Regions from separate parts of the Hordeum vulgare genome. Here region 1 is linked to region 2. Evidence: chromatin contacts called from public Hi-C data. All regions are on one chromosome and are shown on one strand. The core of a region is the stretch at or near the end of the contact, and the rest is flanking DNA. Distances in the headings are between cores, read along the strand shown.

Region 1 (5,155 bases), core at 1,603-4,102, 440 kb before region 2:
TCCTTCTTTGTTGATGTGTCTGTCCCCTCGGGGAAATGTCACGCGGTGTAATGGAGTCCATGTAGCTTGCTACGACTCGTCTACACACGCTGTTGACCGACACCTGCTTTGCTGCGTTATGTATGCCTGTCCCTGTACGGATGTGCCATTTGGTTTTATAACTAGCCATGTCGACCCGGGTACTCTGGCATATGATTGCTGGCGAAATAGTCATATACGTGAGCCAAAAGACGCAAACGGTCCCGGCCAAGGTAAGGTGGCAGCTGTGGTGATTACCGTGCGTGAAGCCACAAAGTGATATGATGTGTTACAAGGTGGAATTGTATGGCGTCGGATCGGGGTCCCGACAGAGCCACACCAGAGGGAGTAGCCGCCTCTAGGGCCAGGCTGCCACAAACACGGTCGGGATGCGGTGTGGGCGGCTTCCGAGCGCGGGGCGCGGCGCGACACACGGACTGGCGGGGCGCGACACACGAACTGGCGGGGCGCGACACAAGAAGGCGTCTGGGCACATAGATGTGGGCGTGGCGCGAGCAACTGTCGCGCGGAGGGCACAATGCAGGGAGGGGCCGACCCCACAAGCGTGGGGCGCAGTGCGGTGGCCGCATCCAACGCCATCGACAACCATAGTTTATTCTTGAATACAAAAGAGTACTCAACATGAATACAATAATTAACTTTAAATACCGCAATTAGCCAGTCCATTGGTGGCCCAACCACCCGATGGATAAGGTGTACGTCGGAGAGTAGTCAAGGAAGAAAATTCCCCACTGGCTCGATCCCCTTCTCACGAGCATGCAAGCGGTGTCCGCCATAGTCATGAGATGAGAGGAAGCCTTCTTCCTTCCTGTGCTTCTACTAGTGCTCGAAGAGCCGCTGCTCCATCCCGACCCTAGCTCAGCAGATCCCCCGTTAAGGCAGGTGCTTCACCGGCTACAAAGGGAGGGACCACGCGCTCCCTCGTCTTCCTCTAAGGAGGAACCACCGAGAAGGCCGGGTGGCCGCGGTCGCGGGCGCGATCCTGCGTGACCAAGGTGTGGCGCTGCCCGGCCAGGCGCGGGAGTCAGCGGCGAGGCCACGACGCGACGCCGACAGCGAGGACGAGCGCAGCCACGGTCTGGCGCGGGCGTGGGCGGGCGCGGTCGGCCACTACTTAGCGCGGGTGAGCGCGGCCGGGTGCAACCACAACCTGGCGGACGTGTGCGACGTGGGCGGCGGCCGGGCGCGAGCACGGTGCAGAAGAACTTCTCTCCCGACGCTGTGAGGAACCGCCGTCTCGCCCTTTCGTGTCTCTCTCGCGGTAGAGATTACGTGGTGATAACGTATTTGAGATCAAAAATCTGTCTATTAATGATGAAATATTACATATTTATAGTTTTCGAAGGGACGCATCCGAAGGGACACGACGGTTACAAGAGTTGCATCTCTTTGTATGACGCTTTGGTAAGTGGAGATTTAACCCTTAATTAAGGGGAAAAGATTACCTTCCACCGGCTGATCCCCGCGATCCATCCGCCGTCCGCTTGCCCGTTGGATCTCACTCTAATCTCGAACCGTTTTCTGAAACTGGATCGTTGTTTTAGGAAACGGTCATGAAGCTGAGCTCCTCACATTTCCACCCCGCGCCTCCGCCTTGGCCCTGTCGACTTCGCCCGCCGCCTACCTGTTGCCGCTCAGCCTCGCCGAAGCTGCCGCCGTTGCCATGGCCTTCCCCGCCCTGCTCCCGACCCGTCGGCGAGCTCCCGCGACCAGGGGGCAGCCGCCTCGCCTCACGCGGCCAGGGGGCAGCCGCCCGTCGCCCCACGCCGCCGCATCTCAGCCCGCTCGCGGCTCCGCCGCAGCCCCTCTCGGCCACGCTGACGAGCTCCCGCAACCAAGGGGCGGCCGCCTCGCCGCCCGTAGCGCCGCCGCATCCCAGCCTGCTGCAAAAGTTTTGTGAAACATGACCTTTGTTGCAATTTTTTTTTCCGCAACAATACCTATGTTTGCAGAAAGACGAAGATTTTTTTCCTGAAACAAGCAATTGTTTCTGAAACTCGACCGTTGTTTCAGGAATTAATGTGTCCAAAGTTTATTTTTTGCAATAAAACGATTTTTCTGCAACTGGAGCGTCGTTTCAGGAATTAAGTCCAGGAACAGATTACGCGCGAGATCGAACGGCTGTCCAGGTGACGGATGTTTAGTAAATATCTATCGATGGATGCGTAGCAGCCCCCTTAATTAAAACGTGTTAATTAAGTCTTAATATAAGCCAAACCCTGGTGTAAATCAAACGCGTGCCAACCCGAGTCGCCTCCGACCCCAATGCCAGCGTGCACTGTCCTCTGCAATCGGGAAGGGTAGGCACCACGAAAACTCCCACCGATCCGACGGCCCGCATCCGCCACCTCTCAATCAGACGGCCCGTACCCGCTCACGCAAAACACAATAACACCTATCGACTTCAAACCCGGACCCACATCCCTATTCCCAATCTGTCAGCGACCTACCCACATACAACCAAGCGTAGCCACACGGCACCGCGTGCATAATTAAGCAGTAATATCTCGCCCTTAAGAGAAAACGATTTTGGAAAACCAGAAAAAGATGCTCTCGGCATCAGCCAAGCCCACCACGCCTCTCCGCTCCCCCGCTCCTCTCAAAGGAAGCACACGCCCCTGGGATGACGCCACGTCAGCGATCCGCGCCGCGCGATCCAAGCGCCCCCATTGGCCGCTCATATAAGCCGCACCCGCCGTCCCTACGCCGAGTCCACAGCGCGACGCGTGAGCCGCCCCCTTCTTCCTCCAATGGCGAGGTAAACACCCCTCCCACGTATAAATCACTGTATTTCAAATAGCCTCCCCAACCAAAACGCCCCCGATTTTTTTATTTATTTGATTTCGGGGAGGCGAGGGGAGAGATAGAGAGATGGACGAGGCGTGGGAGAGGGCGGTGGAGGCGGCGCTGCACACCGCCGGCGAGGGGAGCTCGTCGCCGGCGAGGAGCCTGACCCTCGACGGCGCCGTCAAGTGCATGCACGGGCGCTTGCCGGCGGCGGAGATACTGGAGCGCCACCAGAGCCTGGAGCACCTCTCGATCGCCGGCGTCGGGGTCGCGTCGCTCGCGGGGTTCCCCCGCCTGCGGAACCTCACGCGCCTGACGCTCTCCGACAACCGCATCGCCGGCGGCCTCGAGCACCTCGTCGAGGCGGGTCTCGCCTCGCTGCGCGACCTCGACCTCAGCAACAATCGCATCCAAGATGTGGACGACCTTGCGCCGCTCGCCCGCCTCCGCCTCGTCTCGCTCGACCTCTACGAGTGCCCCGTCACGCGGGTCAAGGACTACAGATCCAGAGTGTTCGGGTTGATCCGGACTCTCAAGTACCTCGACAAGATGGACGCCGACGAGAACGAGCGCCCGGAGTCGGACGACGACGACGACGATGCGGACGGCGAAGGCGAAGGCGATGCCGAGGAGGAAGATGATGATGAGGACGACGATGACGAGGATCCTGGAAGCGGCGAGGTGGCAAACGGGGGCGTCACCCACTCGCGAGGTAGCGTGGCACCGCGCCCGGTGGAGGTGAATGGGGTGATCCATGTGGATGAGGACGAGAGCGAGGCCGACGAGGTCGTGCCCAATGGGGAAGCCGAGCACCACCACAGGGCCAACGGGTTCAGGGTCGCAGCGGTTGGGGTAGCCCCTGACGAGGATGATGAAGACGTGGAGGATGACGACGATGATGCAGAGGAAGAGTATGAGGAGGAGGATGATTTGGGAGAGGAGATCGATGAGGAGGTTGATGAAGATGACACTGTTGTTGAGGTACTTGATGTGCCCAGTAGTGATGATGAGGAGGATGGCATCGATGAGGACGATGATGATGAGGAAGAGGAGGTTGAGGATGATGGTGAGGAGGCTGAGCCAGAGAGTAGTGGGAGGGTTGCTGTGGCGGTGGGGGGTGTTGGAGAAGAGATTGATGGACATGAACAAGGTGAAGGTGACGATGAGGATGAGAATGGTGAGATTGGAGAGGAAGATGAGGAAAGATTGGAGGATAGTAGGGTTTATGAGGATGGCAACGATGATGACGATGCTGATGATGAGGTATAATACAATTTCTTGCTAGCCTTTGAAGTGCTTTACCTTATTGCAATTTCTGCATGTTCAGTTTGTGGGTGATTGTTCTAGTCATATTGTTTAGCAAGATAACTATTGACCACCCTACTATACTGCAGGTATATTTGAACTGTGGCTAGTTTTTCAGTTAGGAGATTTACCAGTTCATGCATTAGTTATGTGTGCTTGTTAATTTTCCTGATTACGCGGGCAACGCATACTACCAAAGTAGAGTACTTCATATGTCAGATCCACACTTGAAATCTCGTTTCTTTTTGTGGTTGGTTAGGTGAACACCTTGGGTATAAAGTATATTGTGGAAAAGTAAATTTAACGAAATTTGCTCATATGGAGATTTAAGGCAATCATGCTCCCAGTATATTGCTCTCCACCCTCAAAATGATCAGGAGTGTGCCAAAATGATTATGGCAGATCTTGTATTTAGAAGCTCGGGGATTCTTATTTCTTGATATTTTTGGAAATAGATTTAGTTCCTCAGGTTGTTGACCCTAAAACTTTACATATTTGAATGTTAAAATTAGTGACTTTCTAGTTTGTGCTTCTAATATACTTCCTCTGTGAACTGATGTTTATTTTACTAAAATAGTGTTTTAAATGCTCTGATATTAGTTTATGGAGGGAGTATTTGTTACAATTTGGGAATAATCGAAGATTTGGATATATCAGTTATGCATGCCGTTCCCTATGTTTGACCTTATATCATATCCATCTACTTGTACATCATATCTTCCTTAGTTCTTAACATCTTAGTGCTTCTAGTACATCATGTATTGATTTGTGGGCTTAGACTGTTGTATCACCTGATGCATGTTGTAGCAAGATGGAACTCCCCTCATATTTGTTTCTTCTACAAATTTTCCTTGCAAAATAGCTTTGGTAATGACAATTATTTGTTTATTACTCTTTTGCATATGTTTTTTAATCATGCACTCTTTTGCATAGGTTATATGCTAATTTGTTTCTTTTACTACTTAAGTTAAGTTATGCTTTATCTTCAGATTTATATCTCAACATATTATTTATTTGTTTTGTT
Region 2 (4,445 bases), core at 1,334-3,833:
CAATGCTGTATTTATTTTTTAAAATTAGGTTAGCAATGTGATATTTGAATAATTAAATAAAAAAGTGTATAATTTAAAAAAATAACATGTTGAGCAAGATAGAATCCTCCAAACTAATGAATAGCCATGCAGAGAGCACCAACGTACGATCATGCATTAAGTGAATAGCCAAGCTAAAAGTGCCATGCACAATCCAAGTGTTACATTTATCCAATGGCGGATCTAGGGATGGACAGGGTGGTCCATGAACCACCCTGAGATTTCCACATAGGCTACATATATCATAGAAAAATAACTGAAAATAATATATTGCTATGAAGAATTGCATTGTTGGACCATCCTACCATGTTGAGCTAGATTCGCCACCGCACTTACCAAATTAACAAATAGGAGGAAGCAATTGAGCAGCTTGATTTTCTTTCGCGTCTGAGATCACCAAGAGTTGCGCATGGAGGCACGACCTAAAGCTCCACAAAACGGCGGTGTCGGCAATGGATAATGCGGCGAAGCTGCTCGTTAACTGAAACAACTTGGCCTTCATTCATGTTGTCATTGAGGTAGTTGTCGCCGTGGAAAGAGACAAGACTGGCAGCTTGCTCCGCCCCATCGACCATGGCAGTTCACAGCGCACCGTACCGCCGTTCCTTGATCTCTCCATAGCCGTCCAATTAAGACGAACTCCATGTACAATAGGACGCGGCTTGGGAGCAAGCGAAGACAACGATGAGCTTGTTCTTTTAGCATGCTCGGTTTTAAAAAAAGGGGCCGAAGGCTCTTTTTTTAAAACAAAGAAAATACCATAGTATTGAAAAAGTATAATATTAATACCATGGTTTTTAGTGGTTATCAAACAACTCAAAGTAATTAAAACCATGATAATCCTAAAAATTGTGGCGGCCACGACGTTATCCTTGTGGTGAACTTGTGTCCTCGGGCTCCGCCGTTGCGATGACGTCTGCTCCAACGTCAGCGCGGAGCTTGAGAGGTAGTCCAGGAACGGATGCAGATTATGGTCTGCACCGACGACATCTGGAAGACGAAATATGTGTTGGGTTCGTGGTTGATGGATGACAGGCATGGTTTCCTCTTTCGACGTCTTAGTCGTGGAAAAGTGTCAGATCTGAAGTTCGATGGCGTGTTCAGTGTGTTGCCCCAGTCTGATTCGTTCAACGGCAATGGTTTCATCTTTGATAAGTCACTTTGAAGGTCCTCAAAGTTGTATATCAACGATGGAGCCTCATCGAGTTCGGGTAAAAAAGTGATCCGTCCTTATTTTCTTTGGTGGTTGTTGTGGTGGTGTCACGGACAAGCGACAAACGTTGGTGTCAAGCTCAACGATGTTTTGATATCTTCTTAGTTTCATCATGTCGGTTTTTACATGATTTGTAATTTGATCTTTATGATATACTCCCTTCGTTCCTAAATATAAGTCTTTGTAGAGATTTCACTAGTGGAGTACATACAGATGTATATAGACATACTTTAGAATGTACATTCAATCATTTTGCTCCGTATGTAGACATCTAATAAAATCGCTTAAAAGACTTATATTTAGGAACGGAGGGAGTAAATAAGACACGAGTTACCATGCAAAAAAATAATTAAAACTGTAATAATCCTAGAAAGTGTAGTATTTTCAGAATACTTAAAAGATACAGAGCTACCAAACAGGGCCTAAACATAAAAATAATTTGCCACCCTCACGATAACATAATTTGTCCTTAAATACATTTGTTTATTTTTGCGATGGAGAAACACTTGATTTTCCATGACTAAAGAAATCTTATGTCAGATTCTTTAGCATTTCCAAATGAAAAAAGGGCAAATTGTGGTTGGCTGGGCCTCTATGGGCCAGACCGCCCTGGTTTCTGCCGGAAGGTTCGTGACGAACAATCCAAAAACCCGTATTTCTCCACGGCAAGGAAGCAGCCAGTAGAGCATCGCCGTTTGTCACCCGAAAGCTGTATTGATACAGTGTACCTATCCCAAAGTCCTTCCGGTCGCACTCCGTCCCCTTCAGCATTTCGCCATTATCTGAAGCCACCACATGCTGACATGCATAGCCCTGACTCGCCGCGTAGCGCTAGATATTTTAGTAGTAATCGTTCCTGAAAAACAGTTTCCTTCCTTCCAATGTCCGAGGAGTTAAAACTGAATATACATACACGCAAGTCCAGCAATCTGAAGACCAAGAACGAGAAATGATTTAAACATACCAAGTTACCAAATCCAGTGATAATAAACCTCGATTGAAAGTGATTTCGGATAGTTTGAGATGTTACCTGACATGGGTTCACTCCATGGACAAGAAAAGCAAGAAACCGTGCACCACGCACGATGAATCTTCCTAGGCCCGCCTCGTAAAAATCCAGCGACACATGTCACACACACACTTGTGATACACAGCTCTTATCCAAACCGGAACACGACAACTCTATCCGCATGGCTGGTTAGATGTTGCATTTGGACGATAGTTCAAAAATTAGCGTGTAATATATCGAGCATTTTTTTCTTCTGATTTTTAGTAATAAAAGAGCTAATGTTTCTATGGACCAATCTAATTTTTTTTCTCGCTTCTCCTTTTTCCTTCTGTAGTCTGTGCCACGCAGCAGCACTGACGAAGGTCGTAAACCTGGAGGAGTGAAGCACAGAACGGAGTGAACCGACGCGCGCGCACCACCGTTTACAGTTAGCCAACGAATCTCTGCCAATCGCCATGCTCGCCTACCTCCTCCACGCGCCCGCCGCCGCCGCCGCGGCGCCCAGCCCGCTCGCCCTCCGCGGGCCGCTGGCGGCCGCGTCCAAGACCCCCTTCCTGCCCCCCTCCGTCGCCCGCCCGCACAGGCGCGCCGCCGCGGCGGCCGGCGCCTTCTCCGCCGGCGCCGTGGGCCCCATCGCGGCCTCGCTGCTCGAGGGGCCCGTGCTGCTCTGGGCCGGCCGCCTCTGCGTCTACTACGCGCTCATCCACATCGGGCTCGCGGGATCCCCGCGCAGCCCCTTCCTCTCCCACGGTAATAGCATCTCGCGCGCGCGCCCCGCGAATGATGGGATGATTCGTGCGGTTCGGTTCGGAAAGGGAAATGGGTTTTTTGATCTTGGTGTGGTGTTGCAGAGATTCGGGGCGAGGACGGCGCCGGGGACAGCGACCTAGGGTTCTCCAAGTGGGCCGACAAGCTCCGCGGCGGCGCACCAGGTATCCGTGGTGTGGATTCAAATGTTATCGACGATGATATGATCTTTTGTGCACCGCTGCTCATGCTGCGTTTAGTGGAGTGGAATGTGAATACTGTGAGCTGCGAACGGTACAGTTTGGTATCCTGGCTAGTGGGTCTGGGGTGGATTGTGGATAAGGAAGGATATATTCTATCTAGAATCTGTTGGAGTGAGCTTTCTGCTCGCTACCACGGATCAAAGCACATGGTGATAAACAGCTTTTCATCTCTGGATGAGGTTTGGTCAAACTGGGGCTGAAAAGGTGGAAGCATTTTGTGTGTGGGTGCTCCTACTCTAAGGGTTATGACATGAGGGGATTGTGGGGAAATTTTGTTTGGGATATAGGTAGAAAAAGGCGACGAACTTGCAACTCTGCCATGCCTCATGTTCGTCAGGGTTTGTTTGCTGTTGACAGGAGAATCAGAATGCCTCACGATAGGAGATTGCTACTATCATGGAACAGAAACATGCTCGTCAGGGTTTGTTTGCTTTTGACATGAGAATCAGAATGTTCACCTGTTTGTGGATTGTTTGTATTACTTAGATGTGTGGCTCTAAGGCGTATTTTGGTTGTCAAATTCAAGCTTTGACCAACAATTAAAGATGGGGGATACCGCTATTCATGCATGGATGGACGAGTGACCCCGCTGACAACATCAGTAGATGACTTCTCTCGCGGGTAGTAGTCGACCTTTGTTAAGCTTCGCCAGAAGTATCTTTCTTATGATTGTGATTTTGTAACTATTGATAAAACATCGTTAAAAGTTGAAACAAAGTTACAGTCAAAGCTATAATTGGTAAGTCAAGTATGCCTTGTCTATCCGGACAGAGGGAGTACTGTGCAAGGAACTCTCAAACTGGGAAGAGTACTACATGGAGGATTTGTGGTCTTGATAGTTTTCTTGGCTCTGTTTTTTAGTACTTCTCAGTTTTGTCACTATATTTTTCTTAGTATCTCTTGTGTGTATGGTATGGAGGATACTGACAATCGCTTGTTTTTCTTCTTCACGTTGACATATCTAAATTCCAGTGCTTATATCTCTGTATAAATACTTTTCCAAAACTGTAGTAATTATGATTCCAATTTCTTTGCTTCTTTTTTGTGATACACATTTAACTATCGAAAGGACCTAAGAACCCATTTTTGGTGTCGAACCTCACCTTACGGGGATCAACCTGTTTCTTTTTCTTGATATAATACAGCCTACTGGTAACATGGTTAACCTTTCAGG

The links. Hi-C and Micro-C count contacts between places; a contact is called where the count stands out from the background.
Region 1: a Hi-C map of seedling shows a contact between it and region 2, with 7 times the contacts expected there. The contact joins the promoter of LOC123425364 here to the promoter of LOC123425359 in region 2. A contact is called at or near these places in 4 of 6 Hi-C or Micro-C datasets (leaf and seedling) and 1 of 1 datasets of contacts at active chromatin or transcription factors (embryo).

What each region holds. Positions count from the first base shown.
Region 1 is chr2H:104,493,977-104,499,131 of MorexV3_pseudomolecules_assembly, reverse strand. LOC123425364 (acidic leucine-rich nuclear phosphoprotein 32-related protein 1) reads left to right here and starts at 2,852. Exons shown (of 2, transcript XM_045109051.1): 1 at 2,852-4,089. The coding sequence starts at 2,911.
Region 2 is chr2H:104,055,521-104,059,965 of MorexV3_pseudomolecules_assembly, reverse strand. It overlaps LOC123425359, which reads left to right and starts at 2,583. Exons shown (of 4, transcript XM_045109048.1): 1 at 2,583-3,011; 2 at 3,113-3,193. The coding sequence starts at 2,717.